5 separate regions of the Mus musculus genome follow, and all the other regions are linked to region 2. Evidence: chromatin contacts called from public promoter capture Hi-C data. All regions are on one chromosome and are shown on one strand. The core of a region is the stretch at or near the end of the contact, and the rest is flanking DNA. Distances in the headings are between cores, read along the strand shown. Region 1 overlaps Gm15411 (a long non-coding RNA gene). Region 2 holds the start of Alox5ap (arachidonate 5-lipoxygenase activating protein). Region 3 has its middle 57 kb from the start of Gm36405. Region 4 overlaps Katnal1 (katanin p60 subunit A-like 1). Region 5 has its middle 11 kb from the start of 4930505K14Rik.

Region 1 (3,099 bases), core at 302-2,801, 290 kb after region 2:
CTGGGGCTAGGAAGCTGGCTTAGTGGTTAGAGCACTTGATGCTCTTGTAGAGAACCTGAGTTCAGTTCCCAGCACCGAAGTCAGTCAGCTTACAATTGCTGGTAACCACCTCTAGGGGATCTGCATTTCCAAGCACAGACTAACACAGGGACTGACACACATATACAAAATTTAAAATAATTTTATAAATTAAATCGTCCCGGGAGTCAGTAAGATGGCTTGTTGGGTCAAAGCATTTGCCTACTGAACAGAGTTCAACTTCTGGAATCCACATGGTAGAGAGAAGTGAGTGATTCATGCAACTTGCCCCTCAGCCCCCAACATGCATGCTGTAGCAGAAACACCCTCCCTCTCCAAAATAAATATATAAAAGTAAAGAGTTCTGAGCAGTCATTGCTCCTTTACCTCTCTGTATGTCGCCCCCATGACTACTGCATCTATAGAAACAAATAGAAAATGAGAACGTTCCAGCAGAACTTTTCTCTGACTTGAGTAACCTTGAAAGGAAGCTAGTTTCTGAATTTGACGGAGAATATCTCTACCACGCAAGGTATCACAGACTTCAGTCCCAGCAGCTGGAGATGTTGAGGGCTATACAGTGAGACCCTGGAGCAGTGAGAGAAAGAGGGACAGAGACAGACAGACAGACAGACAGACAGATAGACACACACACACACACACACACACACACAGAGAGAGAGGAGAGGAGAGACAGACAGACAGAAGACAGACAGACAGAGGGGAGGGGAGGGGAGGGAACAGGAAAGGAAAGGTGATAGAGAGACAGAGCGAAATTGAGAAACAAAAACAGAGACAGAGGCAAAGATGGGGGTGGGGGAGGAGAAGGGAAGGGAGAGGAGAAAGGAAAGGCCCATCCCTGTAGTCCTAGCACACAAGAGGGCAGCAAGTTCAAAGCCAACCTGGGTTACACATAGTCTCAGAATAATATACATGATAAATGATATCATTTATATAAGATATATGTTAAATTTTGAGGTAGAAATTAATTATAAAGAACCCCGAGTGCACTAAAAGTCTACAGCCATGCATTTTAGAAAATCAGTGGATTGGAAGAAGAGGGGGGCTCGGGGAGATCGGGACTGACGACTTGGGTGTCTTTTATATTACTGGGCTGCAGAGCACACATTTGTTTAGGCTTGCGAGCCTGTGCATCTTACACCAAAGACTGATGTCTCAAAGAAGCTCCAGGTAGCAGGTGCGATGTTCGTGCCAGCCTGCTGTGGGCTGCAGCATGGTGATCTTCCCTGCCAGCCTACCTTCCAATGCTCACTTCCTGAAAGCAAAGACTTTGATACTGGATTCCCAAATGTGTCATGAAGTCTCTCCAAACACAAAACCATGCACTCCCGCTTTTAAAAATAATAGCCCGGATGGCTTGTCTGTGTGGCGGGTCTAACAGGCATTCACGAATAAGCGATGTCCAAACAGGGACGTCAGAACAGAACCTGCCAGTCCAGAGCTTGGTGTGCAACGAGGGCAGGAATTACTGCAGAGAACTGAAGGCCTGGTTAACCTGCAACCACACAGAACACGAGGCAAAGGCGTGTGTGTGGCTCAGTGCTCTGTGGTGTACTTGGAACTACATAGCTGAGGGATTAGAGGTTGTTTGCTTGCTCGGTGCAAAGCAAGAGGCTTAGAGGAACTTCAATGACAACCGAAAGTTGACTCCTGTAACCGACTGTCTATGCTTGACAAGCCCAGTAAGTTGATAACCTTTTAGAGCTAAAAGGTCCCAGAGTCTCACTAAGCACCGGCCTGTAACATTCCTGCCTAAGCCCGCTGCTGTTTGGCACCATGGAACCTAAATAAAGGAAAACTTTTCCTGCCCAAGTATTTTTTTTTTTCCGGGCATTGATTACCTCTTGAGGCGTCCCCAGGGGTTGCAGCTGTTGTTTCCCACGGTTCCTAGGGTTGTAACTATAGAGGCATAACGTGGCAGTTACAACACATGGCCCAGGAAACTGTCACATACTGACAAGCTTCTTGCCACGGGATCTTTTTTAGCTGATGGCGCCATTGCTTGTCTGCAGCCACCCTCTCTGCAAGAATACCTCTGTTATATACTCAGAGCACAAGAGAGGTGCATGCCGACACTAAGGCTTCCCCAGGCCTCTCTCTGCAATACTGCCCTTAACAGAGTAGCTGGGCCAGGTCCTAACTGGTGGAATTTTGTATTTGCTTATTATTATGGAAGGGGCTATTTTTAAGTGTGAGACACTTCCTATCTTTGAGTTAACTCAAACCCATTTCCTACGAACAAAGCAGGCAACGGGGCTGCTAGGATTCAGAGGCTCGCTCAGATTACAGTCTGAAAGTCCCCTGGATGACACAAAGAGGGTGGCCTTGCAGGAAGGCTGGGGTTTATGACAAGAGGATTTCCTGAGCTCTGCTAACATCTGTTCCTCGGGAAGCCTGGCTTCTAGGAGAGGGGATTTGGGTTGAGCTCTGCCCTTGGGGTGGAGGGCGTGTAAGACAGAGACAGTTAGAGCTGCCTGCTCTGCCAGATTCTATTTCCTGTTGTTAAGCAGGTTCTTGTCAGGGGCTTGTGAGGTGCTGATGAGGAATTCTGCTGACCTTCCCTGTGCCATCTTGCCCCATCCCTCCTGCGACCTTTCTCCTTCCTTCCTTCCTTCCTTCCTTCCTTCCTTCCTTCCTTCCTTCCTTTTTTCCTTTCTCTCTTCTCCTCCTCCTCCTTCTCCTTCCTTCTCCTTCTCCCGCTCCTCCTCCTCCTCCTCCTCCTCCTCCTCCTCCTCCTCCACCTCTTCTTTTTGCCAAGACAGGTTCTCTCTATGCAGCTCTGCTTGTACTGGAATTCACTATGTGGACCAGGCTGGCCTCAAACTCAAGGAGATCCCTTTATCTCCCAAGTCCTGGAATTAAAGGTATATATATATATATGGCACTACATCCTGCTGTCTAGTACTTTGTCTTAACCCATTGATGCCCATAAGCAGTCCTGTATGCCAGGTTCTATTGGTCTGCTCATGTGCCCAAAGTCATTCATCTTCTACGGGTCACCCCTGGGTTAACACTCGTGTTGTTGCTCATGATGACAAACCGAGACGGATCAGGTTTGTA
Region 2 (3,249 bases), core at 557-3,056:
AAGTGTGATGTAGCATGAAAAGGGTTGGGTCTGAGCACTCCACACTGTTGCTGCATAGAGAAAAACATGCTTATGGTGTGCCAAACCTGGTCTCTCTGATTTGGGAGGCCAAAGGGGAAGCCTTGCTCTGTGCCCAGTCAAAGAAATCCTAGCATCTCCACAGTCAAGATCACCATAGCATCCCAAGGTGGCTGCGTATCCAAATCCCAAGTGTAACAGTACAGAGTCGTGAGAAATTACCAGGAAGCCATGGATGCTGCCCTGAGTAATGACTCCCCAATTTTTCTTAATAAATTGGAAAACACAAAGCCACTGGTGTCCTTACCCAAAAAAAAGTCAGCCTGAAACATTCCAGGCAGAACTTTAAGGTGACAGCCCTACACAGATCTGTGTCCTGCTTAGTTCTTTAACTCTTAATTATTTATCTTAAACTATAGATAGATGATAGATAGATAGATAGATAGATAGATAGATAGATAGATAGATAGATAGATAGAAAAACAGACGTGCGTGTGTGTGTGCGTGCGTGCATGCGTGAGAGTGTGTGTGTGTGTGTGTGTGTGTGTGTGTGTGTGTGTTTAATGGCAATACTAAGAAATAGGAACATTTCCCCAGACAGACAGATGATAGATAATAGATAAATACATAGACAGACAGACAGATAATAGATAGGACTTATATATAAATAGATGATAGGTAAATAGATAGATGTGAGTCGTGAGGATCATGAACCCTTTGGGGGTCAAATGACCCTTTCACAGAATTCACCTCAGATCATTAGAAAGCACAGGTATTTATTTATATTACAATCTTTAACAGCAGCAAAATGACAGTTATGGAGTAGCAACAAAAATAATTTATGCTTGGGCGTCACCACAACCTGAGATACTGTGTCAAAGGGCTAGGAAGGTTGAGATAGATAGATGGATAGAACATGACTGACTGACTGACAGACAGACAGACAGACAGACAGACAGACAGACAGACAGACGTGTGTGTGTGTGTGTGTGTGTGTGTGTGTGTGTGTGTGTGTGTGTGTGTGTAAAGCTGTACACCAAAAGGCTGGGGCATAGATGTGTAGTAGAGAATATACAGAAGGTATGCAGGGCCCTGAGTTCTATCCCCAGGACCACAAAACAAAACAAAACTAAAAATAGCCTTACGCATTGTTCTTTGATGTTTCTTCAAAAGAACTTATTTAAGTACAGAAGTAAAAAGATGATAAAGACTTTCTCCTTTATAGCTCGCAAGACTACCCCTTGCCTGACACAGACGACAGACGACCTGGGTCCTGCTGCAAATTGGCTCATTCAGGCGGGTGTCCAAGGGAGCACAGACCCCCACACTCTCTCCAGGCTGGCCCTCCTCTTCCACCCTTCATGCCCTTGCTCCACCAAGACACTTGGGCCAAGTTTCTCACCAGCCCTTCAGGTTGCTCTCCATCCTCTGCAAACACACCTGACATCATCCTTCAAGTGAGAGAAGGAAACCCCAAACTCACACAGAACAGGACCCACCCCTGCACACTCACGTACACAGCAATAAATACAGACGTGTGCATAGTGCACACAGAATGGTGTGTGCCTGGCTTCCAGCACCCCTGCTCTCCCTGAGGAAGGGCCCTTACCATTCTGGACCACGCTGATGAGGGTGACAAGGGCCAGGAGCACAACGTTGCCCACAGCCTCTTGATCCATGCTTGCTTCAGGCCCGCCAGAGACAACCAGGCTGGTGCTAGCACCTCAGCCTTCCTGCGCAGAAAGGGGAAGTGCCAGGCTGTGCTCTGCCTTTTACCATCAGTTTCCAAAGGTCCCCAGCACAGCCACTCAGTGCTCCTGCTCCTCCCCTTGTCCCCCTCTTCTTCCTCCCCCTCCTTTTGTTCCTGCTCCTCCCCTCTTCCTGCTCCTCCCTTTCCCCTTGCTCCTTCCCTCTTCCTCTTGCACTACCCTCTCCCCTTGCTCCCCCTCCTTTTTTGCTCCTCTCCCTCCTCCACCTGCTCCTCCTCCTATTGCCCCTTCCCTCCTCCTCTTGCTCTACCTCCTCACTTTGCTCCTACTTCTCCTCTTGCTCCTTTTCCCTCCCCTTCTTCTTTCATCTCCCTTCCCCTTTCTTCTCTTTCTCTCCTTCCTTCCCTTACTCCTCCACCTCTTGCTCCTCCCATTCCTACCCTTGCTCCTCCTCCTTCTTCTGCCTTTAGTTTTCATTCTTCCTCTTCTAATTGTTATTCAACAAAGTTGCAGGACCTGTGGTTTTGAGTTACCTTCCAGGAGTCACAGAGTCAGAGGGAGAGGGAAGTGCAGCGTATTCTTTGATGTTGCTTACTATGGGCAGCCTCGCTAGGAGCATAAGCATGAAATCTGGACCCTGCACAGCACGAGGAGCCCGGAGCCACTACCACTTCTTACACTGGCAAAAATAAAGAAAAGGGAAAATGAGATTTAAAAAAAGAAGAAAAAGAAAAGGAAATAAAATGAATACAGCACCAAAAAGACGTGCGTCCTGAGTATGCCCTTGGTTCTTTGAATTCCTCCTGGTAAATAAATGTCATTTGACACATTGTACAGTGCAGAATAGCAGCCACATAGGCTGGGGTGAATGGATGGATGGGTGAATGGATAGATGGGTGAATGGGTGAATGGATGAATGGATGGATGGATGAATGGATGGATGGGTGATTAGATGGATGGGTGAATGGATGGATGGATGAGTGGATGGATGGGTGAGTGGATGGATAGGTGAGTGGATGGATGGGTGAAGGAAAGAAGGAGTGAATGAATGATAAGACAACCAGTGGCTCCTTTCCTGCAATAAAATAAAACTATGGGACTTGGGAGACAGCTTCATTGGAAAGTGTTTTCCATGCAAGCTTGAGGACCTGAGTTCAGTCCCCACATCACCTAAGAAGCCACGTGTGGTAGAATGTGTGTAACCCCAATATTACAGGAAGAGGGGCAGGAGCATCCTCAGGCTCACTGGCCAGCCACCCTAGCTTAATGGAGAGTCCCAGGCAGGGAAAGACCCTGCTTCAAGAGATAAAGTGGATGGCACTTGAGGAACTAGAACCAAGGTTTGCCTCTGCCCTCCACAGACACATACATGTGCATACACGCACGTGCACGCACAAAAAAAGTCAATAAAATAAATGTTAAACTTCAGCTAAAGATTAAAACTAAACCAAAGAATACATCAAAAGTCAGAAACAGGGAGGCTGGAGAGGTGGCTCAGCAGTTAAGAGCACTGACTGTTCTT
Region 3 (3,456 bases), core at 157-2,656, 400 kb after region 2:
CCTTATGTGGCTCTTGGCAGAGTTTTCTTATTAAAACCACAAAAGAGAAACTAAGGCACGTAAATCCCAGAAGTGCTCTGGGAGACCAGGCGTGAAGCTGAGATTTGCACACAGCTACATTGCCACCCAGCTGGGCCATTGTTATTTGCAGCTTGGAAGGAGCCTGGAAACAGTTCTGTGGCCCCACTTTTCTCACTTCCTGTGACTGCAAGTGCGGTTTTACCCTCCTGAAGTGTAGATGAGAAAAGACACGGGTAAAAGTGGCACCAAACTAGAAGAGGGCAGGATGGGCCAAGTTCTCTCCCTCTGTCCACCAGTCCTTTCTGCTTTGTTGAGGGCCCAGGATCAGTGCAGCTTGAAGTTGTGGCTTGGACCGGGCAGAGCAGAGTTCATTGCTGGGCATCCCCCCACTCCCGAGAAACTGAGAATGCTGTGAGTGTTGCAGGGTCCTTCTGCCCCCCCCCCCATCTTCTACCTCCTTCCTAACAAACAGAGGAATGGGGTTTCCCTGTCCCACCTGGCTGGTTCTCCTTCTGCCCCACAAACCGGTGGGAAAGGAAGCAATTTTTGTCCCCTGTATGGCCTCTTTCCTAACCTTACCTCTCCCAACTCGCCATTACCCAGAGCTGAAAATCAGGAGTCAATGATGTTTGTCCAAACAGCTGTCTTTGAGGTGAAGAGTTGACTGGCGATTTTCAATGATCTTCTTATCTAGGAACCAAACACATGTGCGTATCTCACTGCGCAGCGAAAGCAAGTCAGCAAGTCAGAGAGGAAAATGTTTATTATATGCACAGCCTGAGTATTCCTTATTCAACATGCTGGCGACCGGAAGTGCTTAAGAGTCTGGCCACTTTGGGACTTGGGAATAGTTGTATATATCTTGAGTCTAGGACCAAAGTCTATGTTTTGTATGTCTGTTATAAATGTTATAGATGAAAGTAATCTTACACAGTGTATTTACTAGACCTTTGTTTTGACTGTGCTCTGTCAGTAGGCTGGGGGTAGTGGTCTCTAGTTGCCGGATTCGGGGTGCGGAGCTGATTAATTCAAGTTGTCAATAGTTAAGAAATACAAGACACTGGCCTGCAAGAACTGAAGATAACATTTGCGGTGCCAAGTATAATTGAGATACATTTATTGTCTTTGGACTCCTACTCGGCCTTCTGCAGGAGAGGAGGCAGGCTGTAGAGTGACCTGGTTTATGCAGGATCATAATCTAGCCCAGCACCGGTTAGACCCCAGATTACTCCGAGCAAAGCTAAGCATACACAAAAGTTACTCGCCAGATTTGCTCTGCCTTCTGAGGTTTTTAACCACTCACCTTCCCTTCCGGGCAGGGCATGTTTACCAGGACATTTTTAGAGAGTGTCATAGCACATCCTGTTGCTTTTTATGTTAGCGATGGGGGTGGGCAGTCAGGCGCTCCAGTGTCATGAGATGTAAACCCTGCTGCCGCTGCCCCTGCTGTAGAGGGCGTGTGCACAGGTCTTGTTTTTCAGCGCAAGGCTTTCTGGGATGAACTAAGCATCCTGAACGCTTCAGAGAAATGCATCTAGAGCCTCCCATAAGTGGTCCAGCTCTCCAAGAGTTGCACGCTCGGGGTCTCAGCCCCATTCTCCTGGCTGCATGTATGTCTGTCCTCAGCTACTGGGCACCATTGAGGTTCTACTCCACAGCCCAGTTTCACGCCGACTACTCCAGATGTCTTTTAGTTAGCACTTCTTCAGTAATTTCTTAAACAAATCACTAACCACAATATGACTTCCCTTCCATAATATAAATCTCGGACAGCAGTGCTTGCGATTAATATGCAGTTAGGGGCGGCTGAACTATCATGACCCATCTGAGGTTGGTTAGCTACCGCAGGCTATTTTTCAAGCATTTTGAAATCTATTTTGTAACACTCCTTAGACACACTTTGCAAACACATTCCCTCGAGTGTTTAAACCCTCGCGCATCTTAAGGGAAATATAACCCATATGTTTCCCATTCATTTTGCATTTAACTCATCAAAGTTGTTTTTTAAGAGCGGTTTGTTTTCTACGAAGTCGTAAGAACCCTCTCATGAAGTCTGTTAGCCTTTAAAAGCCTTCCCCCCAATCTTAACTTATTCTCCCTGGATAGATGTGGATAACGTATTTTAGCTTGGTTTAAGCTAACAGAGCTTGAAGTCTAAGCTAGCTCCGGATTGAGGATAATAAATTAGTCTGATTTCACGGTGAGAATTGGCTTCCCTCTCTGATTTTCCAAGCAGATACCAGCAAAGGACTTGCAAAATGTGCCTTTGAAGGGGAGCGGTCACTGCCTCTCACACTCAGTGGAGGCAGCCTATTCACACATGTACCCTAAACTAGTTACCCGTCATGCACACTGGAGTTATATTCTTCATCATGCATTCAGGTATACCAGAAAAGACGCTCATTTTAATTCAGCAGGCAGGGGCTGGAGCCACAGCACAGTTGGTATAGCGCTTGCCTGCCACGTGTGAAGCTCTGATTGAATTCTGTAGTACTACAAGAAAAACAGGCCTATGATCCCAGGGCTCAGAAGGTAGAGGAGGCAGGAGGATCATCCTGAGCTACAAACAAGTTTGCGGCCAGGGTGCCTGAGACCCTGCCTTGTAAAGAAATGAGAAATGATTTCTGATGGGTTCGCTTAGTTTTCCCTGAGTAGGTTGTGTCCCCCCTTATCCAAAGGTGATGCAGACTGTGGAGTTCTTTGGAGTTCTTTGCATTTGGGGGGCGTTTACACAGATTTTACCGATTGAGCACACCCAGTCGAAAACTCTTGAAATCCAAAGTGGTCCACAATCTAGAGAGAGCATCAAGTCTATTCTCCAGAGCTTTAGATTGGTGACTTTCAGATTGCAATTCTCAACTTTCCCCGAAACTTTTTATAAGCTATAACTCTCAACCAAATCAATAATTTATTGTGAAGTCACAATAATTGTTCTCATCTGTATTTCAGAAATAGTCTCCACTGGAGATTTAAGTTCAGCAGGTTCCCCCATTGCCTAGCAGTGGGGTTTTGAGACCAGCTTTCTGTTTAGCTCTGATTAAACCAGTTAATGGTACGGTGTAAGTAAGGTCATTGCAGCGGAGGGCCAAGGAAGCCTGCCTGCCGACAGCTGATTGGACACTGTCATAAGCCACAGGGGCTTGGGAAAGAGCTGCAGCATCCATCGTAGCAACAGAAAGGGGCTTGCTGGAGCATCTAGACACAGCTCAGAAAGGAGCCTGAGAACAACAGAGAGCTGCACTATTTCCATACAGTTCCTGGGAGGGAAGCATGCAGTGTGCATCTGCCAACCACAGGATGCACCCCAGAACCCCGACCTTTAATAACTATTTTTGTTTTAGAATTTATTTAGCAGATACATCTTTTGGGTGCCTTTCAGAGTAACTCAGCTTTGCAGAGACTCACTAGTTTGTGCCACAAAGGGCTCTCTTAATG
Region 4 (3,446 bases), core at 928-3,427, 370 kb after region 2:
CAGAAAGATATCACGTGTCTGTTCACAGCAAAACATCCTCTCACGTGTCTGCTTCTGTAAAACATCCTCTCATAAGACAGTTTCCAGAAAAACATCACATGACACTACTGAGTCTCCAAAGAAACCAGAAATGTCCACTTAAGGGGTGGGATGGTGGGGTCCTGGGAGATACCTAAGTTAGACATTGGGAGGTCACATCACATCATCAGACAGTTTTGCAAGCGGGTGTTAGCAGTTTGCACTGTGACTGGCAGAGTAGGAGGCACAGGTCTCCACACCACTGTCAGTGTTCAACATCATTGTCATCGTTGGTCTCTTGAAGGGGCCATGGTTTTACAGGAATATTTACTGTGTGTTGTATGAATACTTTATAACTTAGGAGACTGGAAACTTCTTTGTGGCTATTTTTCATCAGTGGGGTATCTTAAGGACCCTCTTATTCTGGTCTTCTCACATTAAACAATCTATCCATTTTCATATTTGTAATCTTACGGCATTTTTTATCTCTATAGCTGTGGCTGAATTGCACGTATGTAGAGGTTGGCACTATTTTTTTTTTTAAATCCACATTGGATTTCTTTTCCCATTTATGATCTTGGTGTCTGAGAGATGTGCTCTTGGGTTATGGGGAGGTTTTGTCTCACCTGTGTGTTTCCCTCAGGGTGAGCACCTTTACTGGGATTCAGCCGAGCTCCGTGAGCATTCCTCAGCTCTTGATTTTAGAATTTGTATATTTTTGTTGAGCTTTTTCTCAGTTTCAAGGTTGTCAAGTTTCCAAGGGTTTGTGATCTCTGTTTAAATGTGGTGTTTTATAAATGGGAAGATTGAATGTGAAGTCTTAGCAACCATATTTCATTTATTCCTCCTAAACCTCATGAGCACTGAGGTCTCAGTCTTTTTGCTTCATTGCTGTATTCTGTGCCTAGAACAGAGCCTGGCACACTAAACCTGCTCATGACTATTGTGGGAAGAGTGTGCATATTGGTGAGCACAGAGCTTGCTGTGGATCTGTTGCTACAATCCTTGTATCCTGATTGGGCAGTGTAGGGCGCTGCACCCACGTCAGTAAGTGTGCTCTGCATTGTCTGCCTGCGTTACTTTGTGGGGCAGTAGGGCTCCGGTGGGCTGCAGGCTGGCGTCCTTGTCTAACGTTTCCTGTGTTTGTTTCTGCTGTGGGGTGGAAGCAGCCCCCATGTGCAGCAGTGTGCCCTGTGAACAAACTGGCTGCAAGCCCAGGCCCACAGCTAGAGTGCCTAGGCCGCTGTTGCCGCTTGGACGGGCGGCTGACTTGGTTTGCCAGTTTCCTCGCTTCTTGAATGTGCTGATATGTGCTAGGTTCCCAGGGCACCAACACCGTGAGCATTGTGGATGTCAGCTGCTAGACTGACCTGACAGTGGGAGACAAACAGAGGCATGAAAAAGATTATACAGAATTAGCAGTTTACAGAAGAGATATTGGAGCTGGAGAGATGGCTCAATGGTTAAGAGCACTTGTTGCTCTCCTAGAGGACCTGAGTTTGGTCAGGTAATTCACAATCCTGTGACTCCTGCTCCAGGAGGATCTCATGTCCCTGGCTTACACACACACACACACACACACACACACACACACACACACACACAGACACATTTAAAAACAAAAACAATTAAATATGTATAATTGATATATTGAGGCTGAGAATGTAGTTCTTTGATAAGAGTGCTTACCCAACCATGGATGTAATTAATCTTGACACCAAGAAAAAGAGGAAGGAAGGGAGGGAGGGAGGGAGGCAGGGAAGGGAGGAAAGAAAGAAATGATACGTCTAAGAAATTTTGCATTTGTTTTTATCTACTGAGTCCAGGCAGCAGAGGGTAAGTTGGACATGGGAGAAGCAACAGCTTTATAGAAAGAGCCACAGGCCGTCTACAGCTCGGAGATGTTCGGGTGACTGTATGTAGTTCACTGCCTGACTAGAAAGGCAGTATCTTTGTCAAACAGGACACGCTGTCAGAAAAATCCTATGTTGATCTGAAACCCGCCTCTTCTGTTGCTTCCTATCGGCCTCCGCAGTAACAGCAGCCAAGGGTGGTGGTTCCAGTAGTAGCTCATTGGCTTTCGTGGCCCACATTTCCCGGAATCCTCCTCCACGTGGTGTGATGTGCGAGCCATTTCTCAGCTGGTCATTGAACAATGTGTCTGTAAAATGCACGGCACAGAGCAGTAGCTGTCTGTGTCTTAATCACTCAGTCCCACAGTGAGAGGAGCTGCAAAGGAAGATGCGCATGCTATTTGCATTTGGGGACAGGCTGTGTCAGTCACTGACTGCAAGCTATAAATATTTGCTTTGTCACTTAGAGCCTCATTTTCTTCACATAGAATAAGAGGCACGACTCACAAAAGATCCTTACGGAAGTTGTCTTGATTTGAATAATTTAGAAATTAGTACAAAGAAGCTAACTATTTTGCTTTAGGGAAAAGAAAAGTGTCTATCAGCCTTCACACTGTCAAATGGTTGCTAATTCTGACCTTAGTGCTTCGTGCGCAAATCTAAGGAAAGAGTTCTGAGGTCACTCTGTGATGTTCCAGTCTAGTGTTCTGTAGAAGACCCCATGTCCCAGATGTCAGCTTCATTGCTTGAAAGCTGTCTGTTTATTAAAGTAGTGCAGCTAATGGACTACTTCTGCTCAGGCACACGGCGTATGTATCAGCTCTCCCCGCCCTATTTTATGTTTGTGATAATGACACTACTCGCCCACTTTCACGGTGATTCTGCTGTAGCCTCAGAGTTCTCCCTTCACCATCTTGCTTTGACTGGCCAGGTCGTTCAGAGGCTCGCACCGACTTCTCTGTGCAGGAAAGGGTTTTACTTGTTAGATTCCTCCTCCTTCCCATCATCCTTTCCAGCAGTAGCCACCAGGGTTGTCTGAAGTGCAGGTCAGATCGGATGCTGCCCGTTTCTCCATCCTGTCCTCAGTCACGTCAACAGCTCGGCTTTCCCACGGGGGGCTGGATAGGTGCTTAGAGAGGGCCACAGTGCATCCTCACCCTGCCTGGAAACCGTGCTAGCAATCCGATGAGCTGTCTGATACCTGCTCACATCTGCCTTTGGACAGTCCCACGATTCCCATTTCTTTGAGTCAGAGATGGGGCTTTTCCTTCCTCTTGGTGTGTATCGAGCCAGCCTCGCCTCCCTGTTCTGAGGGCATTTGTGTGAAAGTGAGATTTGAACTTCACTTTCCATGTGGCAAATCTGAAATCACAAAGTCGGCCCCTGTTGATGCTCTCACTACCTCGTTTCGAGCATACTGGAGAATGGTCATAGTGTTCCCAGGGTTTGACTTGCGAGTGACTCATAGCCATGGCCTAGCCACGTCGTAAAATGTGATCCGAGACAGAACTTGTTTTAAGTTGGTTGGTATTGTTTGTTGTGTTGTTATGCTAGGAGCTTGTTTTAATAGAGTCA
Region 5 (3,496 bases), core at 189-2,688, 480 kb after region 2:
CTTCTTCTTCTTCTTCCTCCTCCTCCTCCTCCTCCTCCTTTGATGCCGCTGCTGCTGCCACTGCTGCCTCTTCCTCTTCCTTTTGGTTGCCCATTGAGACAAGGTCTCACTATGTAGCCCCAGATAGCCTGGAACTCAATATATAGCTCAGGCTGGCCTTGAACTCATGGAGACCCCTGCCTCTGCCTCCAGAGTGCTGGGACTGAAGGCGAGCCCCACCACACTCGGTCATTTACTGTGGTGGGTCATTGGCCCAGGGAGTGGCACTATTAGGAGGTGTGGCCTCGTTGGAGGAAGTGTGTCACTGTGTGGGGGTGAACTTGGAGATCCCCCTCCTAGCTGCCCGGAAGGGAGTCGTCTGCTGCTTGTCCTTAGAACAAGATGTAGAACTCTCAGCTCCGCCTGCACCATGCCTGCCTGGATGCTGCCATGTTCCTGCCTTGATGATAATGTACTGAACCTCTGAACCTGTAAGCCAGCCTCAATCAAATGGTGTCCCTTACAAAAGTCATGGTCTCTCTCTCTTCATAGTAACAAAACCCTAATGAAGATGCCTGACATGTTCATTTATTTGTGATTTCTTGGCTCTTTATCCTTATAGCCCCCTAATATAAGTGTATATAGATTATGATCATTTCTTTTCGTTGTTCTAAAATGACATTTGGCTTGGTTTTGATACTATCTGACCTCTCCACCTTTTTGCAGTTAGCTCACTGTTCAGTTTGCAACTACATCTTTCCCCCGGTTCCCATGTGGGCCACCATTCCTCGGTCCTAGCAAATGTTACCTTGAAAAAAAAAAAAACTTCTTATCTTATGTAGACGGGTGCTTTGCCTGCACACACATGTCTATGCACTGTATGTGTGCATGCAATGCCTGTGGAGGCCAGGGGAGGGCCTTAGACCTCCTGGAACTGGAATTACAGTGGCTGTGAGCCACCATGTGGGTGCTCTTCTGGAAGAGCAGTCAGTGCTCTTAACCGCTGAGCCATCTTCTCCAGACTCAAATGTCATCTTGCTTTTGAGCAGTCATGTCTCTTACCTCGGGAAGTCTGAGCTGACATCCTGGGGACTCTACTGAGGATGGCTGACCCTCTTCCCATTCCTTTATGCTCGGTACTCTGGTGGGGCCCTGTTTTTTATTATTCCCACAGAGGAAAGAGCATGAGGCAGCTCGATTTCCAGGGCAGCTCCCTAGTCATGGAAGGTGGAATTAGCCCTGGGACCTCGATCTCCTCTTCTGGCCCACGGGTCTTCCAGGGCTTCCGCTGGGCTCATTTTCCTCCTGGGCTAACCCTAGGGGCCTGTAACAACTGAACTCCATTTGTCAGCTTGCTATGCTGAGGTAAGCCTGCCTTCCCGGGGAATCATTACCAGATGGAACCTGAGGGAGGGAGCGAGGCCAGGTATTTCCCCACGTCATGGAACACGAGGCCCTGGTGACTCAGTGAGGTCAGGGAGCTAGTGGTGGTAGCAGCCACAGTTGGCAGGTGGCAGCCTGGAGGGAGGGGGAACATTAATGATTGCCTCCCTCCCTCCCTCCTTCCCTCCCTTCCTCCCTTCCAGCCCGCCTCATTTCTGTCAGGCCTGTGATTTCATCATGCACACCTTTGTAAACAATCCATTTAGCAACCAAATTATACACTGGGTAATTACAGCTTCCAGCCTCAGTGTCAGGGGTTCCCGGCTCACAATCTGCTTTTGGTACTATTGCAGGCTGGGATGGGGGGAGGTGGGGGAGGAGGGGTTTGTTGAAGTTTTAAGGAGACAGGAGGGAGAGCTGGGGCATGGGGGTTGCCCTGCCTTGCCTTATGTTAATTGATTCTTGTGTGTGGGGGGTCTTAGTTTGACACTTCTGGAATTGAGTTTGGATTGTTGATTAGATTGCTATTGGAGGCCAGGTTGGAGAAGTTGGCTGGGAGGAAGAGGCAGTCCGGTTACGGTTATGGGTCAGTCCTCTGCTGCGGAGGAGGGAGTCTCACATCACAGCACCTTGCCAGCCTTGTCTCTCTGGAGGTTGCTTTGCTCTGTATCAGCGCCTAAGCTTTGACCCAGAAAAGCAGCCAAGGAAGGAGCTGTGGGGTGGGCAGGCTAACGGGAGGGGACCTGGCCTCCGCTGAAGGCTAGCTCTTCCATTTAAAGGGAACTGTGGTGACGGCAGTGAAGAGTGTGGAGTGTGCAACTCATGCTGAGCGTGTGCTCATGGTTCTGCGTTCGAGTCCCGGCACCCAATGGATGATGACGTAACAGAGTCGTCCAGAGATTTGCCCATACACAGTGGCCCCAGTGAAAATTGAATAGAGGCAGGGGAGGGTTGCAAACACGGTAACCATGGTGTGTCTGAAGAGAGTTGGGCTAGCTCCATGTGTGTGGGAAAGGGTGTGTTTCCGGGTTGATACACAGTGTTTCTGATAGTGGTGGTAGGGCTTGTGGCCTTACACTGCCCGAGAGGTTTCATTGACGAAGTGTCCATGGGAACCCTCAGCCATTCTAGCATTCTGCTTTCCCACGCGGAGCATGCATGTGTAGCCCGCAGTTCGAAGCTGGGGTTCCCTATGCAGACACATGGTCTCTCTGAGGCAAAGTACCATGGATTAACACAAGTGTAGTATGAAACAGTAACTTTGGAGGGAAATGAGACTCAAGTGCTTCGGGCCGCACCTGCCTGTCCCAGAAGGCTTTGCATCTTGTCTTACGTCACCTTCCCCAGTCTTGCCCCTCTAGCCGGATGCTTCTTGGTTCAGGAAGAGGACAGAGAGGCTGGGCTATGGTGGCGCTCTATGGGAAAGGACAGGAGACTTACAAAAGCACCACTCTGGGCCTCGTGTCTGTGTCACGGTGTTCAAAAAAATAAATACAAATAAGAGCTGCAACTGTTGTAAGATGTCACTGTGGTCACTGGGCAGTGTTTGCCAATGGCAGCCGTCATCTAAGAGGGGACCACATGGCTTTGACAAGATCATGGAGAAGTGGGTGTAGAAGCATCCCAAACAGTGGCATGCCAGCCACAGCTTCCTGTCTCTCTGGAGCCCTAAAAGATGGTGGTCTTTTTCTGGCTTAGGCTACAGCTCTGAGAACTTTAACACGGGAGCATTCCCAGGCTCTGCTGTGAATCCTGAAGGTTTAGACTCACAATGGTTTCAACCTTCCTAATGCTGCAACCCCTTAGTACAATTCCTCATGTCGTGGTGACCCCCCAGCTATAGTGGGTCTATCTCAGACTGTCAGCGATATAATGACAGAGAGGCTTTTTAATATTCTAAAGCTTAGGCCTTTCAGCTAGGACAGTCTCCCCACTACTCTAACCCCACTAAACTAAACTAATCCTGGCACGATGTCCCACCACGTGGTCAGCTCTGCTCTGCTCCGCTGGCTGACTCTCTCAATCTCCCTCTCCCCTCCCCTCCCTTTCCCCTCTCCCTCTCCCTCCTCCCTCCCCCTCGTACTGCCCTCCATTTCCTGCTCAGCTACTGGATGTCAGATCTTCACTTCAGCCA

What was found. Promoter capture Hi-C pulls out the DNA fragments that hold promoters and counts their contacts.
Region 1: a promoter capture Hi-C map of hematopoietic stem and progenitor cells shows a contact between it and region 2, with 6 times the contacts expected there. The contact joins the enhancer-like site here to the promoter of Alox5ap in region 2. A contact is called at or near these places in 7 of 39 promoter capture datasets (the C10 cell line, the HPC-7 cell line, cranial neural crest and 3 more), 1 of 15 datasets of contacts at CTCF or cohesin (the NIH/3T3 cell line), 1 of 484 Hi-C or Micro-C datasets (female germline stem cells), 4 of 115 datasets of contacts at active chromatin or transcription factors (craniofacial prominence, double positive thymocytes, embryonic stem cells and 1 more) and 4 of 9 other capture datasets (adipose tissue, embryonic stem cells, liver and 1 more).
Region 3: a contact with region 2 is called in a promoter capture Hi-C map of cranial neural crest. The contact joins the enhancer-like site here to the promoter of Alox5ap in region 2. A contact is called at or near these places in 5 of 39 promoter capture datasets (3T3-L1-derived adipocytes, the C10 cell line, cranial neural crest and 1 more), 1 of 115 datasets of contacts at active chromatin or transcription factors (large pre-B cells) and 1 of 9 other capture datasets (liver).
Region 4: a promoter capture Hi-C map of hippocampal neurons shows a contact between it and region 2, with 2.2 times the contacts expected there. The contact joins the enhancer-like site here to the promoter of Alox5ap in region 2. A contact is called at or near these places in 11 of 39 promoter capture datasets (the 3T3-L1 cell line, 3T3-L1-derived adipocytes, the C10 cell line and 7 more), 1 of 15 datasets of contacts at CTCF or cohesin (large pre-B cells), 3 of 484 Hi-C or Micro-C datasets (B cells, the G1E-ER4 cell line and cumulus cells), 3 of 115 datasets of contacts at active chromatin or transcription factors (T-cell acute lymphoblastic leukemia, embryonic basal ganglia and large pre-B cells) and 2 of 9 other capture datasets (adipose tissue and pancreatic islet).
Region 5: a contact with region 2 is called in a promoter capture Hi-C map of liver, with 3 times the contacts expected there. The contact joins the enhancer-like site here to the promoter of Alox5ap in region 2. A contact is called at or near these places in 12 of 39 promoter capture datasets (the 3T3-L1 cell line, 3T3-L1-derived adipocytes, the C10 cell line and 7 more), 1 of 15 datasets of contacts at CTCF or cohesin (large pre-B cells), 5 of 484 Hi-C or Micro-C datasets (B cells, the C2C12 cell line, the G1E-ER4 cell line and 2 more), 4 of 115 datasets of contacts at active chromatin or transcription factors (acute myeloid leukemia, bone marrow-derived macrophages, large pre-B cells and 1 more) and 2 of 9 other capture datasets (embryonic stem cells and liver).

What each region holds. Positions count from the first base shown.
Region 1 is chr5:148,977,128-148,980,226 of GRCm38.p6, reverse strand. All of the region lies in intron 4 of Gm15411 (a long non-coding RNA gene), which reads left to right. Among named protein-coding and RNA genes, the nearest start is that of 5930430L01Rik, 17 kb to the left of the region's middle. Within about 2 kb of position 1,551, at least 138 of the 459 cell types and tissues checked have an H3K27ac peak or open chromatin away from gene starts, as enhancers often do. A contact at or near this core is called in the HPC-7 cell line, adipose tissue, craniofacial prominence and 4 more, where this site is marked.
Region 2 is chr5:149,263,561-149,266,809 of GRCm38.p6, reverse strand. It overlaps Alox5ap (arachidonate 5-lipoxygenase activating protein), which reads right to left and starts at 1,806. Exons shown (of 5, transcript NM_009663.2): 1 at 1,628-1,806. The coding sequence starts at 1,697.
Region 3 is chr5:148,864,696-148,868,151 of GRCm38.p6, reverse strand. No RefSeq gene overlaps it. Among named protein-coding and RNA genes, the nearest start is that of Gm36405, 57 kb to the right of the region's middle. Within about 2 kb of position 1,406, at least 64 of the 459 cell types and tissues checked have an H3K27ac peak or open chromatin away from gene starts, as enhancers often do.
Region 4 is chr5:148,895,957-148,899,402 of GRCm38.p6, reverse strand. The region is part of intron 4 of Katnal1 (katanin p60 subunit A-like 1); the gene reads left to right. Among named protein-coding and RNA genes, the nearest start is that of Katnal1, 31 kb to the left of the region's middle. Within about 2 kb of position 2,177, at least 112 of the 459 cell types and tissues checked have an H3K27ac peak or open chromatin away from gene starts, as enhancers often do. A contact at or near this core is called in B cells, the G1E-ER4 cell line, the HPC-7 cell line and 1 more, where this site is marked.
Region 5 is chr5:148,787,388-148,790,883 of GRCm38.p6, reverse strand. No RefSeq gene overlaps it. Among named protein-coding and RNA genes, the nearest start is that of 4930505K14Rik, 11 kb to the right of the region's middle. Within about 2 kb of position 1,438, at least 76 of the 459 cell types and tissues checked have an H3K27ac peak or open chromatin away from gene starts, as enhancers often do. A contact at or near this core is called in liver, nephron progenitors and pancreatic cancer cells, where this site is marked.